Regions from separate parts of the Mus musculus genome. Here region 1 is linked to region 2. Evidence: chromatin contacts called from public promoter capture Hi-C data. All regions are on one chromosome and are shown on one strand. Each heading gives the region's core, a stretch centred on a gene start, on an enhancer-like site or on the middle of the called end of the contact. The rest is flanking DNA. Distances are from core to core; before and after follow the strand shown.

What was found. Promoter capture Hi-C pulls out the DNA fragments that hold promoters and counts their contacts.
Region 1: a contact with region 2 is called in a promoter capture Hi-C map of hippocampal neurons, with 2.7 times the contacts expected there. The contact joins two enhancer-like sites. A contact is called at or near these places in 1 of 39 promoter capture datasets (hippocampal neurons) and 2 of 9 other capture datasets (liver and pancreatic islet).

Annotation. Positions count from the first base shown.
Region 1 is chr1:23,097,047-23,100,143 of GRCm38.p6, reverse strand. No RefSeq gene overlaps it. Among named protein-coding and RNA genes, the nearest start is that of Ppp1r14bl, 3.7 kb to the left of the region's middle. Within about 2 kb of position 1,548, at least 14 of the 459 cell types and tissues checked have an H3K27ac peak or open chromatin away from gene starts, as enhancers often do. A contact at or near this core is called in hippocampal neurons, where this site is marked.
Region 2 is chr1:23,006,842-23,009,572 of GRCm38.p6, reverse strand. No RefSeq gene overlaps it. Among named protein-coding and RNA genes, the nearest start is that of Ppp1r14bl, 94 kb to the left of the region's middle. Within about 2 kb of position 1,297, at least 9 of the 459 cell types and tissues checked have an H3K27ac peak or open chromatin away from gene starts, as enhancers often do. A contact at or near this core is called in hippocampal neurons, where this site is marked.

The DNA.
Region 1 (3,097 bases), core at 299-2,798, 90 kb before region 2:
GAGCTCTCTAAATGTTTGTAATTTGAGGTGATTATTGGGCCTTGTGTTGACAGCTTTTGAAATCCATCTTCCACTCATTTCAAATGAGGCTCCAACACCTGTTAAGTTTCATGATAAGTGCACATTCTGTCTTCCATTGGCACCAATCCCTCCCTCCAGCCTGAGCACCTGCTGTGTAAGATCTGGTCAGGAACAGGCCTGGACAAGCAGTTTACAGGCATAGAAAATCATTCCAGCTATTCAATGTATAGTGTGGTGTGGTGGTTTGAACATGCTTGGCCCAAGGGAATTGGCATCATTACGAGGTATGGCCTTTTGGAGTAGGTGTAGCCATGTTGGAGGAAGCACATCACTGTGGGGGTGGGCTTTGAAGCTCTGCCCCATGAGGAAGAGTCAGTTTCTCCTGGCTGCAGTCAGATCAAGATACAGAACGCTCAGCTCCTTTCACACCATGCCTGCCTGAACACAACATGGTAAGCATGCTCCTGCCTTGATGATAATGGACTGAACCTCAGAACCAGTAAGCCAGCCCCAGTTGAATGTTGTCCTTATAAGAGTTGTCTTGGTCATGGTGTCTCTTCATAGCAGACATGTGGACATAGAATCCAGTGATGTGAATTCATGAGGCAGGGAATGTAAAGGATTATACAGAATGAAAACATCATACAGGATGGTCTTTCTTGCCGTTTGAAGGAAGCTGGATTTTCACAAAGTTGCGAAAATATCAGGCAAGTAGTGAGAGACATGTCTTCTTCCCTCTACCACTTCCAAAATTTCCCTTAACTGCCCTGAAGCTCACACCATATGAACTTTTGAGAGGCAAAGCTTAGAGATTCATTATTCTCATGTCTAGCCTAGGAAACAGTTGCCCTCCTGTAGGAAAAGGCTGTTTCTTTTAACTCTCTGTCTTTGTCTGTCTCTGTCTGCCTGCCTGCCTGTCTGTCTGTCTGTTTCTCTCTCTCTCTCTCTCTCTCTCTCTCTCTCTCTCTCTCTCTCTCTCTCTCTCTCTCTCTCTCTCTCTCTTTCTCCATCACTTGTTTGGCATCAAAGAACGGGGTGATGATAAGGTTGAAGAGAAAAAGCATATTTCTACTGCAAGCAAAAATATTTTGAAATATTTGGATGTCAAATCTTCTTGGTTGCCAAATTCCTAGTTCAACTCTCACTTTATTTTCCCTTAACTTGAACACTTTTCTAAAGACAGAAAGCAGGATGCTATAGCCTAACCTATAGTGATAGATTCTGTGTCATTGGCTCAGGGTTTAGGTTAAAACAGATTAGATTTTGGCCATATGGTTGGTGGGGAGTGGAAGAATTGGTCAAACTTAGTTTCTGGAAAGAAAAATTTGGAATGGGGTTGAGGAAGTGGGGGGATGATGAAGGATGGAAATGAGAGCTAATTCCCATGTAAAATCTGCAGCAAGACTGCTGGTTGGATATGGATACTTGCCTCCTAAATGTAGGCAGACTGCGGCGTGTTTTAGATGCAGGGATTACACAATCTGTTACAACATAAGCTCAAAATGGATTTTCCTTGTGGGACATGTGTGAAAAACTCCTTCCAAATTTAAAAAAAAAAAAAGAAAGTGGTTATAGTTAACTGCAGCATACTTTAACAGAATAGAATCATAAAAAAGGTTGGCTCAGGTCTTTTCCCCATACAGTATGTTTTCCCCAAACAAGAACTGAAACCCGGGCTAGTGAGGTAGCTCAGGAGGTAAAAACGGTTGTTATGCAAGTTGGGAGACCTGAATTCAACCCCCAAAAGCCACCTAAAGGAGGAGGGAGAGAACAGATTCCCCAAAGTTGTTCTCTGACCTCCACATATATATGTTGTACTCTCGCCACCTCCTACATTATACATACATACACTAACAAATAAATACACGTGATAAACGTTTCAGATTTAATTTCTACACATCACATAGGAATGGTGCAGACTCTCTGAAACCAGCCAAATGCACATTTGCCAAGAAACAAGAGGAGAGCTTTGGCCCAAGTTCCTGAAACACTGTTTTATTGCCAATTTGAGGCCTAGGCACATTTTCTACAAAAGGCAAAAGTCTTTCCCTAAAGATTCTCCATGCTTACCCCACCTCAACCACTCACCAAGAGAACTTGGAGGTAACGTTAACTAATTTATAATTTCCAGCCACATTTAATTAGTTTTCCACCTCATTGCTGTTTACAAATGCTATCGCACATTGAGTAATGACTCCATGCTTGTTTGCCTGGTACAACTACAGCTTGAAAAAAGGCTAAAATACAAGAATTTAAACTGCTATTTAAAATACATACACACACACACACACACACACACACACACACACACAGAAGGCTTAACTCGTCTAAGGTACCCAATCATGTAATAACAGCTTCCGAACTTAGGATCTATGTAACAAAGATCAATTTCTAGGCTGTACAGTGTCTGCTAAATTTTTGATAATATGCATGTGTGTTCTTTACTGGGTATTGATCTTCTTGCATCAGATCTCTGATAGTAGACACAATAATATATACTAATCAGTAATAGTAATTTTAAAAAGTTACCCACACTATTTTGAAAATATTTATTTTAATTGCATGTGTGAGTGTTTGCCTGCATATATGTATGTGCACCATGTGTATGCCTGGTGTCTAGAGAGACCAGAAGAGGACATTGATGTGAGTACTGAGAAACAAACTCAGACACTCTGCAAATGAGTACTGTCTCCTATCTGCTGAGCTGTCTCTCCAGTATCTAACAATGTAGATGTTTAAGCAAACCAATAAAAGTATCACAAAGTTTATTTCTAATACTAAAATGCAATACTTGCCTGTAGACAGGATTTTCTTAAGGCGATGTTCCAAGTATTAGGCTCATGTATATTCATGACATTGAAATTGCTGCCAATCATTACATTCATCTCTGGTTTCTGATTTACCTCCTGTAACACATACCCTGTCACAAACATTTTAGCCAGCTGTCTTAGGGTTTTATTGTTGTGATGAGGCACTATGACCATGGCTACTCTATAAAGGAAAACGTTCAACTGGGGTTGGTTTACAATTCAGAGGTTTGGTCCAATGTCATCATGGAGGAAAGCATAGCCTCATG
Region 2 (2,731 bases), core at 48-2,547:
ATAGGAAAAATGTGCGCACAAGTCTTCTACAAGAGGGACTGACCACTGAATTGGTGGACGGTATGTGAAACTTACTCAAACCAGAGCAGCATGGCAGAAGGGGAGAGAACAAAAATGTGTGGATGTCGCTGTTGGTGTACATTTAGTCATTCCCCCTTGATAGCATCAGTAAAGGATGCTGAAAAAAAACCTTTAGGAGATCCTTATTTTTTCGGATGCTGATTTTGATTCTAGGGGATGCTCTATGCTGAACAAACAGGGCGAACGCTGTTCTTCAGCATACATTGTACTTGCGACAGACACATGAAGGTTACCCCTGCATGTTTGTTTTGAACCCCTTTCAGCAGATACAAAGGGAAGAGCAAGTCACCCTGTGTGCTTATGGAATATGTGCACCATGTGCTTGATGCTGTAAAGTGCCGGTTAACCAAACTCTGTTAATCAGGGTCAACTTATTGTATTGACATAGCCCACGTGTGATGCGTTATCTTATCCATTTTATTGAGTTGAGACAAGTTTAGGAGATTAGTGGACCGTTTGCAGACATGGTTAGATCAAAAGCTCCTATAAAGGGTTAATTAGCTTAAGGATTCAACATTTTAGTAGACTGTTGGGAGGTGGTGGAACAGTGGAAGACAGGTCAGATTGGATGCTGTGGATCAATAGAAGTTTATCTTTGAAGGTATATCTTGGCCTCATCTCTTCCTGTTATTCTTTGCTTCCTGTACACTGAAAATGGCATCAATGCTGACACATCATCATCACATTGAATAAGATGGCTTGTTCCATCATTTTTATAGACTCTGACTAGACATAAGTGCACGAACATAGCTTTATTAGCATAGCCATTGGTTATGGAATTACTCACTTGATCACCTAATGTCCGTTCAGCCTAAACTCTGCTGGATGCATCAGTGGGAGAAATGACTTCCTCAGATTGCTCGTGGGTGAAGCGCTAATCCTGATGATGATTAGGATATAGCCCAGCCTCTATGGTAACAAGAGAATTATTAAAGTGTAGTTTAAGCATGAAACAATGAAGCTACTCTGATGCTGAGAAGGCTGGGGAAGATCCTGACCGGCCTCATTTCTTACTCCTCACCTTCCAAACCAAAGCTTTTTTATAAAGTGTCACAAAGGATTTCCAGTAATGGCTCAGGGGCAAGAGGTTCTCTAATAACACAGGTACAGCTTGATAGGACGTGATATTTTTCTAGCAAGTTAACAACCATTGGCCATAACATACTGGTTACAGAGCTTGGCACCTAGATTTTGTATTGGGGGGAGGCTTCAAAGCAATCTGCTTCAAAATGAAGCCAACAGTGTGTTTCTGCCAAGAGAGGATGACAGTGTTCTAAATGGAATTGTCTCATGATGGCACCAAGGTTTTTAATTTTTCCTCCCTTTATGCCATATCCTTTCTGCAGTTGGTTAATAAAATATAAATGCAATTATCTTGTGAAACAAGCCTTTAAAGAACTCTGTTCCCAGAGAATTTCATCTGGGGTGTGTTTGACACATATTTATTTATAGAAGGCTGTGACACCATTATCCACCTTGTGTGCTGCTGGGTAGCACCTAGTAACAGAGCTACCACGTTCCTAGCCGGGGCTTATGTAAAGCATATGTTTACTTAGGTAGCAGGTGTGGTTATTTATTCCCTCCGTTGCATTCTACAAACCAGGCAGAACATCACGTCCAAGCCTAAAAACCTAAAAATCAGTAAGTGACAATCTCTCCTTTCCAAGTTGAGGTCAAAGAAATTTGAGACAGGGATAATTTATAAGCATATAAGTATTTGAAATTAAATAGCATCAGTAATTTATTTTATTATTTTAAGAGGATGGAGGAAGTATCGTGGTATAAATAAGCTAATGGACACCTGTCGGGGAGGGTATGTCAGAATCTTGGATTCAAAGTAACAGTAAAGAAGGGCACATCTGTTCTCTTAGGAGGATTCTGTTCTGCTAATGTGTTTCTTGTTGCTTTTGGGGTTAGTGGTGGATTCTGCTCTCTGTCGATATGTTCACCTCCACTTGGAGAATTTAAGTTTAGATTCCTATCAAGGGACATTTTTTTAAGATGTATTTATTTTATGTATGTGAGTACAGTGCAGCTGTACAGATGGTTGTGAGCCTTCATGTGGTTGTTGGGAATTGAATTTTAGGACCTCTGCTCTCTCTGGTCAACTCCACTCACTCAGCCCCTTCTTGCTCTGGCCCAAAGATTTACTTATTATTATACATAAGTACACTGTAGCTGACTTCACACACACCAGAAGAGGGTGTCAGATCTCATGATGGGTGGTTGTGAGCCACCATGTGGTTGCTGAGATTTGAACTCAGGAAAGAACAGGAAGAATAGTCAGTGCTCTTACCCACTGAGCCATCTTGCCAGGCCGGGATTTTTTTTTTTTTTTTTTCTTCTTCACTAAATCAGACTAATATCTCTGGGTAAGATCCAGTAGTTGCTATCCAAACTTTAGGAGGCTCTGTAAATATTTGGGAGTGTTTAACTGAAAAAAAATACTCCCAACTTACCCTGTAAGTCTGCCAGTCTACCAGGGTCTCTGCTAATCTCCTTAGCAGGGGTCGGGGTGGAGGTGGAGGGTCTTTGTTCACTGCTTTGGCCATGTATGTTTATATGCCATTTATAGTGTTTCTTTTGTATGTTGCTACTTTTGTCTTTTGCCAAAGATTTATAAGACATATATATTTATCTTAATATTACA